Linked DNA regions of Drosophila melanogaster: region 2 is linked to region 1. A link is a contact called in public Hi-C data. All regions are on one chromosome and are shown on one strand. The core of a region is the stretch at or near the end of the contact, and the rest is flanking DNA. Distances in the headings are between cores, read along the strand shown. Region 1 overlaps Cda4 (Chitin deacetylase-like 4). Region 2 overlaps lncRNA:CR44997 (long non-coding RNA:CR44997).

Region 1 (4,883 bases), core at 1,837-4,336:
ATTAGTTACCTAGGTAACTTAATTAAGTGCTAACATTAAATGGCCGTAATTGTTGGAACTGCTTATAAAAATTTGTATACACGTCCCTCGAAGAGTAAACACAGGTACACGACTTTTGCGTGTTAAAAATATAAGTAAGCGTTTCCTACCAGTCAAGTGTCTACCTAGTGGATCAAGATTACCAGACGAGTCGTCAATTAATGTTCCGGAACAATATGACATGATGATGATGATATAGTCGTCCGGTTGCCAAAGATTTAGTCATTTAGTCATTTGGATTCTTTATCAATTATATTATATATTCTTTACTTTACTACGGACAGACAGGCGGAAGTGTGCGAGAAGACTCACTTGATTCTACTTAAGAAAATATACACTTTATTGGGTCGGTTCCTTTACCTGTTACAGTTAATTTGGTAATATTTTTGACTTTACTAGGATCGGGTATAAAAACCTTATTTTTTAGGTTATGCATTGTTTTTAAATCTGCTCATTGTATGTGATAGTTATTTCATTTAAATTGATGAGGTCTTGGTTTTAAATTGAAATTGAGTTTGTTGATATCCAATAAGGCAATGGCAACCTAACCGTAACCTCAACCCACCGAACACACACAATTTGACTCCGACGAAAATTTCTGGTTGACATGACATGACATCAATGTCACAATACATGAACGTTCACATCGGTTCAAGTGCTCCATTATACGACATCCATCCATCCAGGCTCCCCATTCCACCTCCCAAATCTCGATCAGAGTCGTTGGCACATTCATGCATTTAAAATCATATCCATGGCAAATCTCTTTATGCAGATAATGGGCCCAAATGAAAGAGTGTAAGCGACGTGACCGCCCATCGATGTTGTATTGTATCGCACTCATGGATTTTGTCTGTGTGAAGCGATGCTTTCCTTACATCCTAGGAAGGGAAAGCATATTTTATTACAATTAATCAATTAAATAACAAATCTTTTCTGTGGCATACAATTTTTTCAAAAGTCGATTTTCAAAAAGCCAACAATGCAAAACCAACATAATAGAAATTTATGTCCCAAATTAATAGGGGGCAAACAGAAGGACGAACGTGCAATACCGTCAAGTTGGAAATCTACGATTTTTTTTAAAAACGGTTCAGCTTCGGATGATGAAAATAAACGTGCTTTACCAAACATTCGTAAAATTAAAGCTGTTGGGCTGGCCACACAAAATGCCCATTATGTCTAGATTAAATACACAAATGTATACATTACAAAGCATATTGCTAGTCTGGTCACTGAAAAATAAAACTTTTGACAAAAATACATTTTTAAACTTTCCATATTTTACCTCTTTTAAACAAAGTGTTGTATAAATTGTAAATGTATTGTTTATTTATTTATTAATTGCTTAAATGCCAAAACTGTCTGCTTTTTACTACCAGGTGCTGGAGGACTTTGGGTACATCTATGACAGCTCGATCACCGTTCCACCGGTACCCGTGCCAGTGTGGCCGTACACCCTCGATTACAAGATCTCGCACGAGTGCAAGAGCGGCACCTGTCCGTCGCGCACTTTCCCCGGCGTTTGGGAGGTTCCCCTGAACACACACTACGTGGAGGGCTATGAGGGCGGTCACTGTCCCTATCTCGACCAGTGCGTCTTGCACAACCTAGACGAGGAGGAGGTCTTTCAGTGGCTACAGGAGGACTTTTCGCGCTACTACGAACAGAACAAGGCTCCATACATGATGCCCTTCCACACTAACTGGTTCCAGACCAAGCCGCTGGAGAACGGCCTCCACAAATTCCTTGACTGGGCCCTCGAACTGTGAGTTTGATACACTTAATATCTAGGGATATTGGGGGAAAATACCAATATTTCGGATAATATGGATAATAATGTTTTAATCGCTATAAACATACTACACCAAAATCAATACCATTGAAATGACTACCTAGATCTATGAACTCAGAGCATTTGGCAACGATCTAGGCATCTGTCCATATCAACGTGAAAAGTTTATTTTTAAATATTGCTACATTTCGCCCACTTTCATTAGATGTTTGACAGGTAACTGATAGTCGAGCAACTCGACTACAGCTTTCTCTCTAAGTTTTAATTGACTGTTTATTAGTATTTATGCTTCATCTTTATCTGGAGACGTATTTACATTCAAATTGATAGTAAAAAAAACAATACATTGGGTGTTTGTAGTACCTTACCTACGATAACAATACACCTACGCTTGACCCACCACCACCCATGATTAAAAGCCACATACTTAATCATACATTTAATGGGTCATATCGCTTTTAATTTGTTTAAAATGCAAGAAAACTCCGTCTTTTTTGGATATCAAACAAAACTTTATCTTTATGATATTGTATATCTTTTCAGAGATATACTTTCTAGATATTTTTTTTTTACATCGTTAGGGGTTTCTGTGTCTGTTATATGCGCACACTGCGTTTTTTTTTTTCATAAATTTATTTTTTCAACTTTTTCCATTTTTGGCCTTATACATAGTATATTTTTGTTGTTGGTGTTTTCATAATTGAAAGCCAACTTTGGAACAGGCTCCCTCTCTCATACCATCTACTTCTATCTACACATGGGCAGCTGGCGTTTCCTGCCGATTGCCGCTGGCAAGTTTTATATTCAATTAAAAAAAAAACCAAGAGAGATGAGAGCCGGAAGACGGAATAAAGAAAAGCGGGAGAAAGCAGGGAGAAAGTGGGCCGCAAAAGGCAGAGGCAGAAAGCTGGAGCAGTAGCAAAATTGGCAATTGCTATAAAAATTGCTTGTAGAAGCGTCGGCACATGTTGCCTGTCCGTCGACAGGTTGAGCTGGGCTCCACGAGCCCACACTAGCCCTTTACAAACAGCAAACAGCACCCCTGTGCGCAGAGTGCATTGAAAAAAACGGGATATACTTCTGATTATTTAATATACAATGTATACTGAAATATATATGCATTACTACAATATATTTATAATGAAATAGACACTACTAGTAATCTCTGATTTAATGGTAATTTTCGGTAAGAATAGGTGTCCGACTTGACATACATTGCTGCATACTTTGAGGCACTGTGGTAGGAAATAAGTGTTGTGTTTGAGAATTTTTCTCCTGTGCATATCGCCAATCCTGCTGGCAGTCAGTCACTCAACCATATGCACAACTCTCAACGGAATCTCAGACCCAGCCGTCGTCCTTTTGGCCACCACACAATGGCGACGATGTGGTCAGCGTTTAAAAAAATCATCAGCAGAACACGAGCAGTAGCTTGGATAAGGATAAGAAGGGAAAAAATCGCACGTTTTAATGAGAAAAGTTTAATTTTGTTAAAGTTTCATTTCAAAAATATCAGTGCTGGCGCAGGCCAACGAAAAGGGATACACGAAGAGGAGGGAGAACGTGGAACGTGGCGGGCAACAACACAAAAAGCCAAAACAGGACCGCGGTATTAGGGGTCGTGGCTAACTAAAAACAATGTTAATGCGAGCAACAACAACGCTAGTGAGCCGAAGAAGGCTAACCCGGCTTGCTGTCAAAAGAGAGAGAGAGACGGAAAGTCCCGCCGTACGAGCAAAAAGAGACGTTAACCTTGTTTAATGAAGGTATGCTGATAGAATCGCACTTCGTCATCGGCATCAGTTGTGGTATGAGCTTGTGTGTATCTTGCTCCCGAGTGCTTGTGTGTGTTAGCCATGTTATCAGTCATCTTTGTTATCGTGTAGAAGGGACATGATGGCTATCTTCGAATAAACGGTTTTTAATTCCAAACAAGCCATGGTGTTTTCCGTCTTAAAAGATTTGATTAGCTTTTGTTTACTCTGTTTAAAAGAAAAGTTTTCGGACCCAATGGCTTCACAAATTTCCTGCAAAAGAATAACAATTACGTTTTCTATAGCTGTCATGCAAGTTAAGAGTAAAAGGGTATACTAGATTCGTTGAAACAGGAAGAAGGAAACGTTTCTGACTATATAAAGTATATATATTCTTGATCAGGATCAATAGCCGATCCATCTAGCCATGTCCGTCTGTCCGTCCGCATGAACGTCGAGATAGGAACTATAGAAGCTAGAGAGTTAAAATTAAGCATACAGTTTCCAGGGACATAGACGCGGCTCAAGTTTGTTGATTCCTGGTGCCACGCCCAATCTTACAATCATCATTATCAGTCTTGTAAATTTCTATTAATTTTCCATATAATGGATTTATTATTGGAGCTTTTGGCACCACTTGTCTCTTAAATCGTCTGGTTAGTTTCATGAGGGAGTAGCTTAATGATCCATCCGGATTAGCATTCTCCAAGTGTACGTCAATTTTAGCTTGCCGGAACCTTTTGAAGTCGGTTCGCTAACCTTTTATATATTGAGTTGACAGGCGTATCATCAATTCTAGCGTATTCCTTTCTTATCCTTGGAGGCAAAAGCCCTCTTTGATGTTGACTAGAGTGTTGGGAGGTCTTTGGGCTAGCGTTAGCCGTAGCTATTCGTATTTTGCTTATGAATATTTGGATAGTGCCCTCAATATCCTCAGCGCTACTTAAGTCCAAGCTTAGATTAATCCTCCTTCACAATTCAGCTTTAAAAATCCCAACAGAGGAACCGTAGGAAGTAATTGTTGTCTACGTGTCTTGAGTTGAGGTGAATAACAGCACTGATGGGCATATGATCAGAAATCAGATCGTAGCACTTATTGTTTGGAATACCATTGACGATAACGATATCATTCTTTAATCCGCATTTTTTTGGTTATAAAATTAACATTATGAACGAGCACTTATTAAAAACTAGTAGGTCCTATTGCAGCTTGCAAACATGTACCAAATTAGAAATGTTTTTTATCGCTAGAGAAATTGTTTGAGCAGCCGTCATAAAATCTCCAAAATTAGTGT
Region 2 (5,221 bases), core at 447-2,946, 160 kb before region 1:
ATATTGCAAGAAACCAATGTGTTTCTACAATCTCATTCATTGTTTTAAAATCAAGTTTTGTGCTAGGCGAAGCTAGTAACGGATGTTCAGTTTTTAACCATTTCGGTGGTGTTGTTTCTCGCAGTGCACCAGACGCCCGCCTAAGTGCAGTACTAACTTCATTTGCGCGGGGCAACGCGTCGTATGCGTAATGCCGGCTCTGAGGACTTGCAGTCCCGCGTCTAAACAAGCAGCAGGGAAATGCTCTGGAATTGAGGATTGGGATTGGGCCCTGGCCCGTGCTCGGGCTCGGGCTCGGGCTTGGGCTGGGAGGGTTATGAATGCGACTTTGACTGCGATGCGTTTAGTTGAGCGGATGTCGAGTGCTTCGGCAATTTGTAGCAAACTCTTGATGCAGCTGCAGTCCCTTTGTTTGGCAGAATCGAGCGGAGCTCAGTCTGCGCTGAAGGGATATGCGGTAAATGAATGAATTAGGAAGCCAAATCCCGGATAAGCTTAAGTGTGTGGCGTGCTCAAGGCGAGGGTTCGGGACTCGAGTTCCCTTCGCCAAGTATCTGTATTAGTTTGGTTTGGCTTGCCTGAGCTTATGCATTTGAGCAAAGCTCCCAGCGATTCGGAAATTATTTGAAAGAGACTCAGCAACAGGATGCAGGCAGCCCTTGGCTGGAAAGGACTTGCTACTACTATAAGTTGACATTTTTCTTGCATCTTTCGTTCTTTGTTCTCATTTTACGTAAGCTATTCTAATATAGACACTGCTGATAGCTGGTTTACTTGATGGGCTTTGCTTAAGAAGTTATTTATTTTAACTCGCCCTATAAATAAAATTCATTCATAAAATTCATAAATAAATCTTGTTAATTATTTTAATTTTTACCCCACACTTAACCAAATTCGTTTTTTGTTTCATAATATCCTTACGAAATTGCATTCCTTTCGTTTAGCCATTTCTCTTAAATTGTTTCACATTGGAATTCTGGAATGATTTTACACATTACTTGCATTTCATTTTGAGTACCTCGTTATGCACATTCTGTTAATATTCTTTGCGTTCTAGGAAAAGCTTTCGCCCGCTTTTCGCTGAAAAAAAGGACTCAATGCTGCCATGTTTTCCACTTTCCATTTTGGCTCTTTTCTTTGCAGGGATATTTTAACGTGTTTTGCTTTCGGCTTCATTACATTGAAGTTTTGTTTTACCCTGCCAGTGCACTTAGTTGGTTTTTATTGTTTTCGTTTTTTTTAGGTATATTCCTGTCGTTTTTGCCTTCTTGTGGAAATTAAGCTTTGAAAAATGACGGTACCCACTGAGTCGCACAATGCAACTACTGCACACATAAGTATTTGGAAAATTACTTTCATTTATGTGTGCTTCGTTTGGCTTGTTATTGTCGAAGGAGTTGCCTGGCAACTGGCTTAGGTCCTGCCGATCCTTACGCCCTTCCGATACTCCGATGCCGTTCCGTTTTTGTGGCTTTCGGAGAAAGCATTTTCATTTATATTTAGTTCTTCTCACAACGCTTTCTCTTTGGTTATTATCATGGACCCCTTCCTGTCACCATTTGTAAATTACAGAAATGAAATTAAGTTCACACTTTGTCATGTGGGGACATTTACGGTTTTTAATTGTTTGTGCGCTGCGTTGAGCACTTGAGTGAGTTGGTGTGCCAGGGACATAGGAAAAGAGGGCACAATGGCGGGCTGTGTGGAAATGGTGCATACTTTTCGGGATAAAATGTGTAATGAAAGCTCTCGTCCTGTGTACATTAATAATTTCGTTAAATATTTGCCCATGTGTGTGTGCCCTTATAATTAGAAATTATTCTTGGCATTAAATGAGGGACCCTTTAGTGGGTTTGGGAACTTTTCCTTGAAGTTCCGCAGCTGTAGCCTTAAAGTTCGTAGCTGAATTCAATGACTTCTGGCTGCCGGGGTTGCTTTTCGATTTAGCAGGGTCTTAAGGCTCAATGGTGTGTAATTTTCGGATGTCTGTATTTAATCCGACTGTGACTTTTTAGGCCCTTCTGTAAACTTTCCTGTTCCCCCTGTTTTTGCTCCCTTATCCTCTGTGGGCTTATTATACGTTACTCGTAGTTTATGGTGAGTAGGGTATCAGGTTATACTAGATTCATTGAAATGTGTGTAGCAGGTAGAAGGAAGCGTTTCCAACTATAAAAAGTATATACATTCTTCACCATGATAAATAGCCAAGTCGATCTAGCCATGTCCGTCTGTCCGACTGTCCGTCTATCCGTATGAACGTCTAGATAGATCATAGGAACTATAAAAGCAAAAAGTTGAGATTCAGCATACAGATACAGATTTGAAAGACATAGACGCACCGCAAGTTTGTTGACCCATTTTGCCCCGTCCATCCTAACGCCCTAAAATTACCCAAAACTGCCCACATTTTTGAAATGGTTTTGGTTATTTTTTTTTATAATATTATTAATCTTGTAATGCATTGATTTGCATGGATGGATGGATTTGCAAAAGGAAATTAAAACTTTTTTCCACTTTTGTTAGAGTACACCCTATAACCACCCACGCCCACCTTTTTAAAATATTGTTGAATACTTTTTCATAATTTTATTATTCCCTTAAATATCTATCGATTTTCAAAACAAAACTTTTTGCCGCACCCACTCTAAAGCCCTAAAGCCTCCAAACCGGTCACGCCCACATTTTTGAACACTTTTAAAATGTTGTCAAATTTTCTTTCCCAATATCTATCGATATCCCAAAAAAATGATGAAATTTCGCGTTCGCATTCACACTAGCTCAGTAACGGGTATTTGATAGTCGGGGAACTCGACTCTAGCATTTTCTCTTGTTTTCTAATACTTTTTCTCTGTTGGCTGGCTCATCAATTTGTAATCGCATTTGAGGAGGAAACCAATTTTGCAGCCGATTTACATTTGCTTGCTCTTTTTCGGAGATGGCATCGAGAAAAACGCGTTGTGTTTACGAAGTCTGGTCGCTTATCTGACGCCATTGACTTCATGGCGCAGTTCTTTGTTTGAGTTACAGACACGGAAAAAATTAAGTCCGAGCCACCTTAACCGCCACCAACCGACTACCAATAATGCAAATTCCTTCCAGAATTTGAAAGTCAATTAACCTTGCAAACTAAATTTTCCAATTAATCCTATCCTTTAAATATAGTTGCCTAGTACGGACGTCTCAATTTAATACACTTCGTGCAATTGAATGAAAACTTTTGTCAAGTTCTTTATATATAGGACCTTTTTTGTGAATAAACTCACAGTCAGACAGTCATGCCTATAGCGGTTCTGCTGTAATAGCTCATCGAGAATTTATATACATCGTAAGGCGTCTGACTAAGATTCATTTATCTTCATTGCGAAACAAATGCTTTACTCGATTGGAATGCTTTTTCTCAGTGCACACATAGTATAGGACTGTGGCTTACCTAACTCCTGGGCTGGTCCTGGATGACCCCCGTTCCGTTCCAATCTGGCAGCAATTACATTCGCCCTAGCACCCGGCTTGATGACTTGGCTTTGCTTTCAATTTGGTTGCACTTGCCAAAAGCCCCGGACCCCCAAAAAAGCCTGAAGAAAAATAGAAAACAAAAAGTGCAAGCCGACCGACCGACGAATGGAAAATGAAAAACCAAACCAAAGCAAGCCAAAGCAAACCGAAAATGTTTTGATATTTGTTTTTTGGCCCCAAGACTGTTTTGGCATCGGTGGATGCGGTCAGAGATTAGTTTGAGATTACTAAAGACACAAACCATAAAAATCTGAGCGTAATAAAATTGAGAATAATTAGTAAGGACGCTGAGGAAGAGCTGCTAACAGTTTTCTTAATGTCAAATGAAACGGAAATTGATAAGGTCGCATCAATTTGTAGCCATGTTGCGGATGGTAGATACTTGCCACCCCCGAACGCCAGAATGTCCAAAAAGTACAAAGGATCCCCTGGGAGTTGGCGCTGTTAAGTGTGGCCACAGCAAAATTTAATTACACAGTGGAATGAATTATGAATTGATAAAATTCGCCTTTTCAGCCAGAAATTGGAGCTCCGACTCAATGGCCATTAAGTGCCCCCGACATGGCCTACAACAGCTGTTGCTACACGGCTCAATATGGCTCCTCCACTCCCCTGCCACGACCCAGCTTGCACCCGAATTTCCTTCAGCAAATATTTGTATTTAGAGGCTTTCAATAGCTGGGAAATGGGAATCGTTCGACGTACTTTGGGGCAATCGTTGCCACTTCTCAGCCTGTAGCTGCCCGCACCCACAAGTAATGCTCGAGGCCCAACTCCCACAATACTTAGCCCAGTGGCGCCCAGCCGATCCTTTCCGCTGTCTATCAATTCTGGGAAATAAATAATTTATTCAAATTTACGCTTGTTGCCATTCTCAAGCGCTGCCGATAATTTGTCAAAAAGTCGTAAATTATAATAATAAAGAAGCAAAAGAATCACACAAGTTGAGCTAAGCTATGAAACGGATAAAAGGTGGTCAATTCTTTATCATTCAGTTACAATACCCTAATTATACCCGTTACTCGTAGAGTAAATGGTATACCATGATTCGTAAGTATATATGTTCTTGATCAGGATCAATAGTCGAGGCGATCTAGCCATGTCCTTCTGTCCGAATGAACGTCGAGATCTCAAGAACTATAAAAGTGAGCATGCAGCTTTCAGAGATATAGACGCCACGTCAAATCTAACGCCTACAAATCACACACAACTGCCACGCCCACACTTTTGAAAAATGTGCTGATATTTTTCATATTTTTATAAGTCTTGCAAATTTCTATCGATTTGGAAAAAAACTTTTTGCCACGCCCAAAACTGCCACGCCCATATTTATTAAAAATTGTTAGATATTTTATAATTTTATTAGTCCTTTAAATTTCTATCAATTTTCAAAACAAAATTATTTGCTACGCCCACTGTAGCACTTTGGAAAAGTGTTTAAATTTTTCTTTGTTTTATTGTTTGTTATGCCAATTTTTATCTGTATACGAAATACATTGTGGCCACGCCCCTCCTTTCACCTACAAAACGACCAAACCGGACACGCCCACACTTTTGAAGAATTTAAAATTTTTTTTTTTGATTTTATTATCTCAAATATCTTTCGATATCCGAGAAAAATTATGAAATTACTCGTTCGCACGCAGTTGACTATACCATTCTCTCTTGTTTTGACCCGCTTTTTCCTACATTTGAGCCAGAGTAAATA

Evidence for each region. Hi-C and Micro-C count contacts between places; a contact is called where the count stands out from the background.
Region 2: a contact with region 1 is called in a Hi-C map of the Kc167 cell line, with 1.7 times the contacts expected there. The contact joins two enhancer-like sites. A contact is called at or near these places in 6 of 107 Hi-C or Micro-C datasets (the Kc167 cell line, the ML-DmBG3-c2 cell line, the S2 cell line and 3 more).

What each region holds. Positions count from the first base shown.
Region 1 is chrX:22,585,389-22,590,271 of dm6, reverse strand. It overlaps Cda4 (Chitin deacetylase-like 4), which reads left to right. Exons shown (of 8, transcript NM_167788.2): 7 at 1,422-1,807. Among named protein-coding and RNA genes, the nearest start is that of CG17601, 41 kb to the right of the region's middle. Within about 2 kb of position 3,086, at least 10 of the 39 cell types and tissues checked have an H3K27ac peak or open chromatin away from gene starts, as enhancers often do. A contact at or near this core is called in the Kc167 cell line, where this site is marked.
Region 2 is chrX:22,741,641-22,746,861 of dm6, reverse strand. The region is part of intron 3 of lncRNA:CR44997 (long non-coding RNA:CR44997); the gene reads right to left. Among named protein-coding and RNA genes, the nearest start is that of lncRNA:CR44109, 22 kb to the left of the region's middle. Within about 2 kb of position 1,696, at least 3 of the 39 cell types and tissues checked have an H3K27ac peak or open chromatin away from gene starts, as enhancers often do. A contact at or near this core is called in the Kc167 cell line, where this site is marked.